Linked DNA regions of Mus musculus: regions 2 and 3 are each linked to region 1. A link is a contact called in public Hi-C data. All regions are on one chromosome and are shown on one strand. The core of a region is the stretch at or near the end of the contact, and the rest is flanking DNA. Distances in the headings are between cores, read along the strand shown. Region 1 has its middle 67 kb from the start of Gm39609. Region 2 holds the start of Tmem17 (transmembrane protein 17). Region 3 overlaps Ehbp1 (EH domain binding protein 1).

Evidence for each region. A called contact is a pair of places that touch in the nucleus more often than the background predicts.
Region 2: a contact with region 1 is called in a Hi-C map of liver, with 2.2 times the contacts expected there. The contact joins the promoter of Tmem17 here to the enhancer-like site in region 1. A contact is called at or near these places in 3 of 39 promoter capture datasets (the 3T3-L1 cell line and liver), 5 of 484 Hi-C or Micro-C datasets (the HL-1 cell line and liver), 4 of 115 datasets of contacts at active chromatin or transcription factors (bone marrow-derived macrophages, embryonic stem cells and neural progenitor cells) and 2 of 9 other capture datasets (adipose tissue and pancreatic islet).
Region 3: a contact with region 1 is called in a Hi-C map of uterus, with 3 times the contacts expected there. The contact joins two enhancer-like sites. A contact is called at or near these places in 4 of 484 Hi-C or Micro-C datasets (the C2C12 cell line, myocytes, nephron progenitors and 1 more).

The regions. Positions count from the first base shown.
Region 1 is chr11:22,374,886-22,378,671 of GRCm38.p6, reverse strand. No RefSeq gene overlaps it. Among named protein-coding and RNA genes, the nearest start is that of Gm39609, 67 kb to the left of the region's middle. Within about 2 kb of position 1,856, at least 22 of the 459 cell types and tissues checked have an H3K27ac peak or open chromatin away from gene starts, as enhancers often do. A contact at or near this core is called in adipose tissue, liver and uterus, where this site is marked.
Region 2 is chr11:22,510,467-22,514,252 of GRCm38.p6, reverse strand. It overlaps Tmem17 (transmembrane protein 17), which reads right to left and starts at 1,970. Exons shown (of 4, transcript NM_153596.3): 1 at 1,670-1,970. The coding sequence starts at 1,769.
Region 3 is chr11:22,245,246-22,249,031 of GRCm38.p6, reverse strand. Ehbp1 (EH domain binding protein 1) reads left to right here. Exons shown (of 25, transcript NM_153078.4): 3 at 1,005-1,062. Among named protein-coding and RNA genes, the nearest start is that of Ehbp1, 40 kb to the left of the region's middle. Within about 2 kb of position 1,766, at least 32 of the 459 cell types and tissues checked have an H3K27ac peak or open chromatin away from gene starts, as enhancers often do. A contact at or near this core is called in uterus, where this site is marked.

The DNA.
Region 1 (3,786 bases), core at 607-3,106:
AGAAAGTAATCTTTCAACAAACCCACACAAACATAATTCCACCTCTCACAAGAAAATTAATAGGAAGTAACAATCACTTTTCCTTAATATCTCTTAATATGAAAGTTTATATTACCAACATATCCTAATGGATTGAAATTCAAAAATATGAGGAACTAGAAATTTGTCATCCCATGGTCTCTCTAATTTGGTAATGGGAGAAATAGGTCCAATATTGTACAATCCATATACACTTTCTGCTTGTTTGTACATGATAGGGTCTTACTGTGTGCTACATAATGGTCTTGAAATCATGCTTCTCCTATCTCAGCCTCTCTACTAGTAGAGTTATTTATTTGATGTTTTTACACTATACCATGGTTTTCAGAACAGTTTATATATTTCAAAATTATTCACACAGCCAAAAGAAATGTAGACAATTAATTTGGGAGGTGGCTTGTAAAAGAACAGCACAGAGTGAGACTGAAGGCTTTGCTTGATATTTATAATTATTGTATCAATTTTGAAGAATAGGACTTTATAAGTTACTCTTATTCTGAGATGAATGCTTTTTAAAATCATCACAGCCAATGAACCAGAATTTTACCCTCACCTGAAGTCTGTGCCACCCTCCAAGCAGAACCATTGTTCATTGAAACAGTTGTTGAATGACTTCATGGATAGACCATATTAATACAGACATCATTTCTTAAATGAATATAATCTGTTCCCTGTGGGCTGAGAAGGACGACAATCACTCAAGTCAAATAGCTTTGACCAGAGCAGGAAATCTGTATCCAAAAATCGTGTCTACAATTCATTCCTTGGCACAGCAGAATTGTCAACTCTTAGCTTATCTACTATGGAGGTAAAATCCTTTGGTGATGTGAGGGACATTCAAGTACAGTCTTATTACAATGAACTCCAATGTCCAAAAACTCTTCTTATTTAGTGTTTGTACCACAGTAAGAGACAAGATTTTAAGCTCTACTAAAAACAAAACAAACAAACAAACAAACAAAAAGGCTTTATCTATTATATACGTTAAAAAACTAATAGTGATATATTATTTTAAAATATCATACAGTTAATATATTTGGAGTTATTTGAAATTTATATTAAGAAAATCATGTATTTTCAGTATTGCTGTAGACAAACATCTACAGAAGACTGTTCAATTGATTGTTGTTTTATATCAAACAACTTTTATAATACTCATTTTTATTGTTATAATATTTTATAAATTTTAAAGAATATGATAAAAAAAGAGTTAAAAAAAGAAACTGGAGAGAAATTTAAATCTCATAATCCCATCTTAAATATAGAACTCTGCATTCCTACATGAGGGTACATCCAGAAAGAATTGCTTCCATTTTTTTTAAATGAAAAAAAAAAAAACCCATCCTTTAAGACTTAAAAGTTTCCATTCTTAACTTAATCTTAAGTACCTTAAGTGCCCTGTCGTTAATGCGTTTAGTTTGGAGAGCTAAGAACATGTAAAAACCTATTTTAAGAAACACACTTTGCTAACTTACGCTAGAAGAGCAAATTCAACAGAGTAGTATTAATAATGGGCTGGGGGAGATTGACTGTCTTAGCCATGGCAGTGGCTGAACCTTTACGTTTCCTGTTCTTCACTGAACTAGCTACTCTGCTGAACTGTGAATTAACAAAATAAAAACCATCCACAACACAAAAGGAAAGCAGCCACAGTATCCTCTTATCGGAAGAGACAAGGCATAAAATCTTCGGCTTTAGGGATAAATAGTAAATCATTTATGCAAGAGAGATTTGGAAGAGGGAACGTGGTGGGAGGACAAATCAGAAAGTACTGACAGCGCAGTATTAAAATGAAAGTAGCCTTTGCCCAGAGGATGTGTTAGCCGCAGTCTGGCTGGGCAGCACAGGCTTCAGCTGCTCACGCAGACCTGCAAACAGGATCTCGCTGTCCATCCTCAAGCCAAGAAATACACTGTTAAGAGTTTAGATTCACCCAGAATGTTGTTCAAGATCGTGGGGATACACATCACTCCACATGAAAAACACAGAAAGCCACAGTGAGAGCTAGGCATAAAGGGTGGGCGTTACCTCTCTGGGTGCTGGGCAGCTGCACACCAGTACCTGAGCTGTAAAACATTTTCGCCTTTTCCATTGTCTAAGGCAGAATCTTAGAGACCCCACAGAGCTTAAGCCTAAATCATTGACTGACAAATATGCCCAGACCTCCTTAGCTAGAGGTGGTCTTTCTCATCTACTTCTGAATTTTTCCACCAATCACCATTCTTTTGTTTTTCCAGAAACCATGGGCTGATGTGTAAATTCTCTGTTACTAATTGTATCTTTCTCCTGTTATCTAACTTTACATTTAACCACTCAGTTTGTCATGAATTTTGAAGTCAAAGTCCATGCATTGTTCTTCATTGATTAAGAGGTAAAGGCAGGGCTGGCAAGACGGTTCAGAAGGTACAGGTACCTGCTGCCAAGCCTGAGTGCAATCCCCGCAAGTCATACAGTAGAAGAGAACTGCATTTTGCTAGTTGTCTTTTGATTTCCACTTTCTTCTTATCTATTTATTGAGACATATTCTAGGCTGCCTTAAACTTCCAATTCACCTGCCTCATTCTACCAGGTTCTGGAATTAAAGGTGTGTGCCCCTATTTCAGGTATCATTTTTAAGGATAATACAAGAGCTCAGCTAGGCTGACTGGGATAATGTAGCCATTATTCAGGTTACTACCAACCAGAGACAACTACTAGTATTTTATCACAGATGTATTGTCAGTATACCTTGCTGGAGTAACTTAGGAGGGGAATTTGCAAAGCTTGTCAAGCATGCACAAGGCTCTGGGCTCAACCCCAAGCACAGGAAAAAAATATAAGGGAAATGCCATTGTGGTAGAGGGGCCAGTGATGATCAGGGCCTGGAGGATGCGATACAGAATCGGGGAATAGAAAAGTCAAGTGAGCAGAAAAGAAGAGGGCTTAGGAAACATTGAGGACAAGAATAGTCACAGTGTCTGCCATCTGCAGTGAGGTGTGCTTGGACCAGATCATGTTAAAGTACTAGAAACAAGAAAGGCATGTGTGGACCACAAAAGCAAGCTCAGGGCTCACAAAAGCAGTTGCCATCTACAGAGACGTAGAAGCTTTCATTGACAACGAAATCTCTCCCAATACACAGGGTTCTCTGAGCTCAGGTACCATGGTAGAGTCTAAGCAGAGGCCCTTTTCTCCTCCTATTCTTCTGTACTCCCCTGCGTCCTGCTGTCCCATCTTGTTTCTATCAGCCTTCCACAGGGTGTCCTCTATTCATACCCCCAGCTTTATTTGAACTCCTCTTCTTGTGCCCCCTGCATTCAGGCTGCCAATGTGAATTCCCTGGATCAGAGATGTGCATTCTCAGGCAGGAGTTGTGCTGGGAGGCTCTTGGGTTTTGGCTGTCTTAGCATGTGTTTGTGCTATCAGTGCCTGAAGTGGCAATAAAGCCCTATTCACAGAAGATGCTATGTCAGGCCCCACACTGGCTTCTATTATGCCAATCCTTGGGGCTATTTTAAACAGCTTTATCTGCTCCTCCTACTTTCTTAGCATTAGCCATGTGCCCATTTCTCCTGGCTATTTATTTAACTCCGGTGTACCTGTTTGGACAGGAATTAGAAAGCCCTGCTGATGGTAGCTTACAGGGTTACTTGGGGTCTGTACAGACTTGCTATTTCTCAGATTATTTATACAATTTATTTGTCTGCATTTTCTTACTCCTGTATCTCTAAAATTCATCTTAATGCAATACAGCCCTTAGTGCCAAGC
Region 2 (3,786 bases), core at 721-3,220, 140 kb before region 1:
AATATAGGAATGATTTTTTTTTTTCCAAGTCGGGGTTCTTTGTAAAGGCCTGGCTCTCCTGGAACTTGATCTGAAGACCAGGCTGGCCTCGGCCCCTGCGTGCTGGGAGTACAGGCATGCACTACTACCTCTGGGCTAGGAATTTTTAAAATTTGTTAGCGCTAAGGAAAATCCACTAGGATTTTTTTCATTATTATTATTTTACTTTGGGCAACAGTACAATTCTTGATCCATTGTGGGTGTGATCTTACAGTCAGATTCGCCAAGAAGAAAACAGGAAAGTAATTACACACTAGCTAAGCTGATACTTTTAGAACCTTTAGAGCAGAAACTGTAGTCTTTTTTTTTTTTTTTTGCAAAGAGACTGAAGCAGGAATATTTCAAGATCAAAGCCAGTCTGGACTACTTAGAAAATTTCAGGATAGCCCAGGTACTTCTTGATTGCATTGTAACCAAATAAATTTTGTTGTTGTTTGTTTTAAAGGCTATGGGGATATAGCTTGAGAAGAGTGGCTGTTTAGAATGTCAGGGTTTTGATTTTATGTAGGCTCATGTCCATACTTCAACACATCAAATTTATACAATTGAAAAATCAGACCAAATGAAGAGGAACCACAAGGCACAAGGTGTGAGTTCATTAAATTTTACAAAAGTTCCAGTTAAGTTCTGTAATGAGATAAAATTTAAGTATTATATAATTGGTCAGACAAATTTTTCTGACCAATTAATTGCCTGTCTTGGCAGAGACAGTGAACTTAAACAGCTTTTCTCACGTTTGAATGTCTGGGAAAACAATATTTTCTGACACGTAAGAACCATAAGAAATTACAGGGCTGATGTCTTTACCTAGTTCTATTGCTGTCCACACCATCACGACTATCTAGGCTGCTGAGGCTCTAAAGAACTTCAGAACAAATGTCACCCCCGCCCCCCCCACACACACTTTTTTTCCCAGAGACTTTGTATTATTCGATTTTAGTGCCCCGTACGGCTCACACTTTGAATCGGAAACACGAAATCCTAATTTTACAGGCTTTTCTCCATATAGCGTAAATTACACGAATGACCAAGGTGACAACATGCAATGATGGCAAGTGGTTTGCTTTTCAATGCCCTATTTAAGAAATAAAAATAAAAATAAGAAAGCCCAAACCAAGCCATCGAAAGGATTTCCAATTCCTTGATTTCAAAGGAGACAACCATGTATGCTGTCCTCCTGATTGAGGAGGCAGAAGCTGGAGTTAACTCGTTGGTATTTCGTTTTTAGATTTCGGGAGGAGAGTTTTTTATACAGGGAGAAAGAAGGAACAGGCAGAGGAAGGCCTTGTCGGTTTGGCAGCAGCCGGTCTTGCTCTGCTAGGAGGGGTTTGGACACAGCCCGGTTTTGTGTGAGCCGGCGGCTGTCACGCTGGGGACTCAGCGGGGACCCGCGTGGGGAAGAAGGCGTTCCTGATCCGCATCCTGATCCGCTCGGCGACCGCGCCACCGGGTGCAGTAGCTGCGGCGGCGGAAGCGCGTGGTCTCCCGGGTCCGCCGCAGGGCCGTGGTTTCTCCCGGGGCACAGAGCCCTGGCTGAAGCCGGAGCAGCCATCTTTCACCCGGGCACGGCCTGTGCGGCCTCCCGCCCGCGAGCCACACCCCCGCGTGGGCCTGCGCCCTCGCCACTCACCGGCCGCATCACTGGACTCTGGCCCGGTGCGGCTGGAGTCGCCGAACACGGTGAGGCTGAGGTTGCTCAGGCGCTGGCGAACAGGGTCCGGCAGCTCCATGCCTGGCCTGCCCGCTGGCCTCTCACACACCCGCTAGTCGGCGGGCACAGCGGCGCGTGGCGGTTCCCTTGGCAACCGGGCAGTGCGGGGCCCCTAGGGACCTGGTACCTGGGCTTCCCCGAACGCTACAGAATCCTCCAGAGGCTTCCCCTTGGAGAGGCGAGCCAGGGCCACGGGCCCGCAGCCTAACGTGGCCTAGTGCTGCTGAAAATGGCGGGTTCCTCCGTCTTGCTTTAAAGCCGCGTCGTCTTAAGATGATCACAAGTAATAAGCCATTCGGACCTGGGCTGAGCCACAAGGAGCTCTCACACCATAGCAATTCCTCTGCAAAATTGGTGCACCATTTCTTGAGGGAAATGGAAAACGAACATAGATATTTTAAAAAAATGCCCTTGACATTCTTTTTATTATTATTAGATATTTTCTTTATATACATTTCAAATGCTATCCCGAAAGTTCCCTATACCCTCCCTCTGCCCTCCTCCCCTACCCACCCACTCCCACTTCTTGGCCCTGACATTCCTCTGTACTGGGGCATATAAAGTTTGCAGTACCAAGGGGCCTCTCTTCCCAATGATGGCCAACTAGGCCATCTTCTGCTACATATGCAGCTAGAGACATGAGCTCTGGGGGTACTGGTTAGTTCATATTGTTGTTCCACCTATAGGGTTGCAGACCCCTTCAGCTCCTTGGGTGCTTTCTCTGGCTTCTCCATTGGGGGCCCTGTGTTCCATTTTATAGATGACTGTGAACATCCACTTCTGTATTTGCCAGGCACTGGCATAGACTCATATGAGACAGCTATGACAGGGTCCCTTCAGCAAAATCTTGCTGGCATATGCAATAATGTCTGGGTTTGGTGGCTGATTATGGGATGGATCTCTGGGTGGGGTATTCTCTGGAAAGTCCATCCTTTCGTCTTAGCTCCAAACTTTGTCTCTGTAACTCCTTTCATGGGTATTTTGTTCCCTATTAGAAGGAGGAATGAAGTATCCACCCATTGGTCTTCCCTCTTCTTGATTTTCTTGTGTTTTGCAAATTGTATCTTGGGTGTTCTATGTTTCTGGGCTGATATCCACTTATCAGTGAGTGCATATCTAATGACTTCTTTTGTGATTGGGTTACCTCACTAAGGATGTTCCTCAGAAAATTGCCCTTGACATTCTTAAGAGGGTGGATGAGCCAAGCATACCTGCTTCAGAAGACAGGGAAATAACTTAAAAGTATTGAAAGCAGTTGTTTCTGGAATATAGGTGATTTTAAAACTAAAAATATCAGCCTTTCCCTGCTTTCTCTTAAGACATATCATTTTAGCATTTAGAAGGCAGAGACAGGAGATCTCCAGTTTAAGGTTAGCCTGGGATACATTGCAAAATCCTCAAAAACCAAAACAAACCATTAGGTGTAATAGACATAAAGAAAAGCACAGTCGGATGTATTAGGTCCCAGGTCAGTCAACAGTATCATCATCTCCAGGAGCTACCCTTTCTCAGTTGCTTGTGAAGCAGTGGCCTGTTTTATACTTTATAGTAGACTGATTGCACATTCAAGTTTAAAAAGAAAATCTGACTTTGCTGTCAACATTTTTTATGAATTTTCTTTCATGTTGATAAGTTCCTGTGTAATTTCTACTTAGGAGCAGTTATGACAAGTGCCACTCTTGGTGAAAATGCTTGTTGATGAACATACATGTTTATGTTGAGTATAACATACACATTTATGTAGAGTGTAACCTACATGTTTATGTTGAAACATACATGTTTATGCCAGTGTAACATGTTTATGTCGAATGTGTCCGGGGAAGTGCTGAGGCAAGTGGTATGTAAGACCAATTTTATTGGGATCTGCCAAGGCTTTCTCAAAGAGGTTTCAGCAAACTCTCCAGCTATATTCGAACATTCCTGTCACTCTGTGAGCTTTACCAAGACTTATATTCCACTCTTCCCTTTTAATCTTTCTGGTAAAGGGTTCTGGGCCTAGAGATATCTCAGTGGTTGCCAACACTCATTGATCTTGC
Region 3 (3,786 bases), core at 517-3,016, 130 kb after region 1:
TGTCTTATTTTATTTGACTTTCCATTAGTAGACAATAAGGAAGAGGGTTCTGTGGTCTCGGAGGGTCTCAGTTACAGGCTGGGCTCTGTCAAGAGTTTTGCTCAGTTATTTATCTTTGGCAGTTTTTTGTTTTTTTGTTTTTTGTTTTTTGTTGTTTTGTTTTTTGGTTTTTTGTTTTTTTAAATAAGATTGTAAGATACAGGTAGTATTTTGTACTGTGCAGATTTTTTAGCACAGAATTGCTTTGTGAGGGTAATTAGGTGGTTATGAAAACATTTGAACTATCCACTGTACGCATTGTTTAGAAGATGCAAAGTTGTGTCACCCATGATGCCTGTAGAATGTTTCTTTCTCGAAGTTGAAAGGGATAATGTGTGAGAAGTGAGGCACTGTAGGAGGGCTCAGATATGGGCTAACTATTGCATTTCATTTGGTTAGCCTCTCGAATTGATTTGGTATTACTTTTAAAGAAAAGTTTCTAGAGGAAATACTAGTTACTTCAATGAGATCATATCTGAATTTAGCATCTACTGTACTTAGGAATAGAACTGGAGCTTAACTGCTTTGTGGAATCTAAAGTAGTAAACACTTTTGTCCTTTTTTGTGTGTCTGCGTGAGGGGTGTACATGAGGGTCTTATGCACATGTGCTCGCTCACCTGCATGCTCGAGTGGGAAGCAGAGGCCAGTTTTTGGGGTCTTTATCTTAGTTTTTACACAGGCTTCTCATGGAACCTGCACTCATCATTTTGACTAGGCTGGCTGGTAGCTCCTGGAATCCTCCTGTCTCTGCCCTTACCTGGAGTTCCAGGACACACTGCCACATCCAGGTTTTAATCTCAGTGCTAGGGATGGAGATCGGGTTCCTGTGCTTGTGTGGAAAACTTTTCACTTGTGGAGTCACCCCAGGCCACTTTTGTCCTTTAAAGGTACTAGAACTAAACTTTAATAATCTTGTTTAAGATGAATTATACTTAATTTCTTTCTTTGTTTTTTAATTTGATAGGCAACCAGATAAACTGGTGGTTGTTTGGACAAGAAGAAGCCGAAGGAAGTCTTCCAAGGTTAGTCTCCTCTGAACAGTCACCACTTAAAAATTTGTCGAGGAAGAGCTCAGTGTTCTTAACGAGTGGCCAACTTTCTGAGTTCATGCTGGATTGCAGGGGAGGAGGAGTGGACTTTTTTGAAGATTTTGATTTGTTTTTCTTTGTACTGATAGTATCATACATGGAGACTAGAATAGAATTTTAAACATCTTGTTCTGTAGATAATTTTATTTTCGTAAGCATACAGCTGTATGCATATTTATTAGAGGTTAGTTTGTTTTCCTATAGATAGACTGCTATTAAGAAAAGTTTGTTAGATGATAATTGAAATTTTAAAAACTTACTAAAAGTACCCTTTCAAGGTGGTTTTGTTTGTTTTTGAGACAGGGCTCATTTTGTATTTTAGGCTGACTTAGAATTTGTGATCTTCCCTTTTGTGCCTCCGAAGGGCTGGGATTACAAGTGTGTGCCATTATATCTGGCCTCCAGTTTTATTTTTATTAAGCTAAAACTTAAGGGTGCAAAATTCATCAAACCTTAGTTATTCAAGACACCATGACCATGGCAACTCTATGAAAGAAAGCATTTAAATTGGGGCTTGCTTGTAGTTTCAGAAGTTTAGTCCATTATCATCATGGCTGGGAGCCTGCTGGCAAGGACATAGTGCTGGAGGAAGAGAGGAGAGACACTGAGCTGGGCTTGGCCCTTTGAAACCTCAGAGCACCCCTGCCCTGCATTGATGCACTTCTTCCAACAAGGCCAGGCTTCCCAGTCCCACCCTGAGCTGCTCCCTGGTGACTAAGCACTCAGATATGTAAGCCTATAGGCCATTCTTATTCAAGCCACCACAGTTTACATACATAATAAATATGATGTATATATTCTGATACTTGCATAAATAGTACTCCTGTCAAAGTATAGATTGCTATCAGCATAACATTTTTGTGTCTTTTCCAGGCAATTTCCAGCCCTCAGAGGCCATCACTATTTTGATTTTTCTGTCAATAAAGACTAATTTACCTATTTTTGAATTTCATGCAAAAATATTACAGTAGTATATTTGTATAGCACTGTATATTTGTATAATAGTGTTCTATATAATTTTACATAGTAAAACTGTTTTATGTGTGGTCTTCTTTGCCTAGCATCATGTTTTTGCAATGTGTTCATGCTTTGTTTTCATTTGTAGTTTATTGCTTTATTGCTGAATAGTATTCCATTCTGTGAATATACTACAAGTTAGTTAATTACTCAGTCCCCTGAGTATATAGTCTTTTTTTTTTTTTTTTTTTTTTTTTACTTCTGTCAGTGTTAACTGCTAGAATCCTTGTTTAAGTAGGTAGAGAGTGATAGGGAAGATACCTGGCCGCAGCCTTTAGCCTCCTTACATGTATGCCCATACAACTTTGCATAGTATTGTTTCCCAACACACCCACTAGAGTATGTGTGCACACTCAACACACATACATATACATGCACACATACCAGAAATTGCCAAACACCCCTGCCAGCAATATAGGGGCCAGCAATATAGGAATTGAAGCTGATTCACATCATGAACAGTATTTTTTCAAGACACATATCTGTAGTTTGGGGGCATTATAATGTGAATACTGTCTTATTCACATGTGAGGAGGAGTTCTAAGAATGGACACAGTACTTCTCATTGCATCTACAGCTTTTGTGGAGTTGGCCAGAATAAAGTTGTCCTTTAAGTGTAATAGAGGGATGTGACTATATCAGTAGTCTTTAGAGTGGACACTGTAAGCACTTTATTTCATTTGACACTTAGCTAGCAATTATTCTATAAGAGTTATGGAATACAATAAATATAATAAAATACTTTAGGTTGTAGGTCACTTCAGAATATACTCATCTTTGATAGTAAATAAACTTTGTTTATTTAATGGCATATGACAATTGAAAGAATTTTTATGAAAGATTCTTTCTTATATGGTACCAGATCCTGTTTGAGTCTAGGTAATAAAATATAAACTTGAGGCTACAGATTAATTTTCTTAGAAGGTAGTGTATTCTAGAAGAAATTACTTTTTATTCTATTTATTTCTTAGTTTTAATGTTCTTTGAGATCTTCCTTTATACAGTCAGCTCTCTGTATTTAGGAGTTACCCAGTCTGGTCTTTGTGAAACCTGTCTCAAAGGAAAAAAAAAAAAAAGGAAAAAAAAAAAAGCACCAGTCTTGAACATATCTAAAACTTTCCTCATTATTCCCTAAACAGTATAGTAGAATAAGAAGTACTTACACAGCCCCCATGTTATAGTATGTGGGTATTTTAAATGTCTAGAGATGATTTAAAATGCAGGGGAACAAGTGCACAGGTCATATAGAAACAGTACACCATTTATACAAATCTTAAGCATCTGTGGGTTTTGTGTACAAGGACAATCCTGGAATCCTGACCCTCAGAGGTTACTGTACTTTAGAATTTATGTTTTTTTTTTCTTGGAACATTGGAGGTGGATAACAGTTTATGAGAACTGATATGTTAAGCTTATAACAGCATATATATGTGTGTGTGTGTATAGATAGAGTGTACATTTATGGAAATGTTTTATAAATTATGTATAATAGCTAAATAAGGAAATTTAAAACTGACACTCAGATAAGTCATTATACTGACTGTTAAATTAGGTAGTACATAATAAGGCACATTTGCCTTTTTAATTTAAAGCTTAATTCCCAGTTAATTGCTCATTTTCTGTTGGTACATGCATATTTTA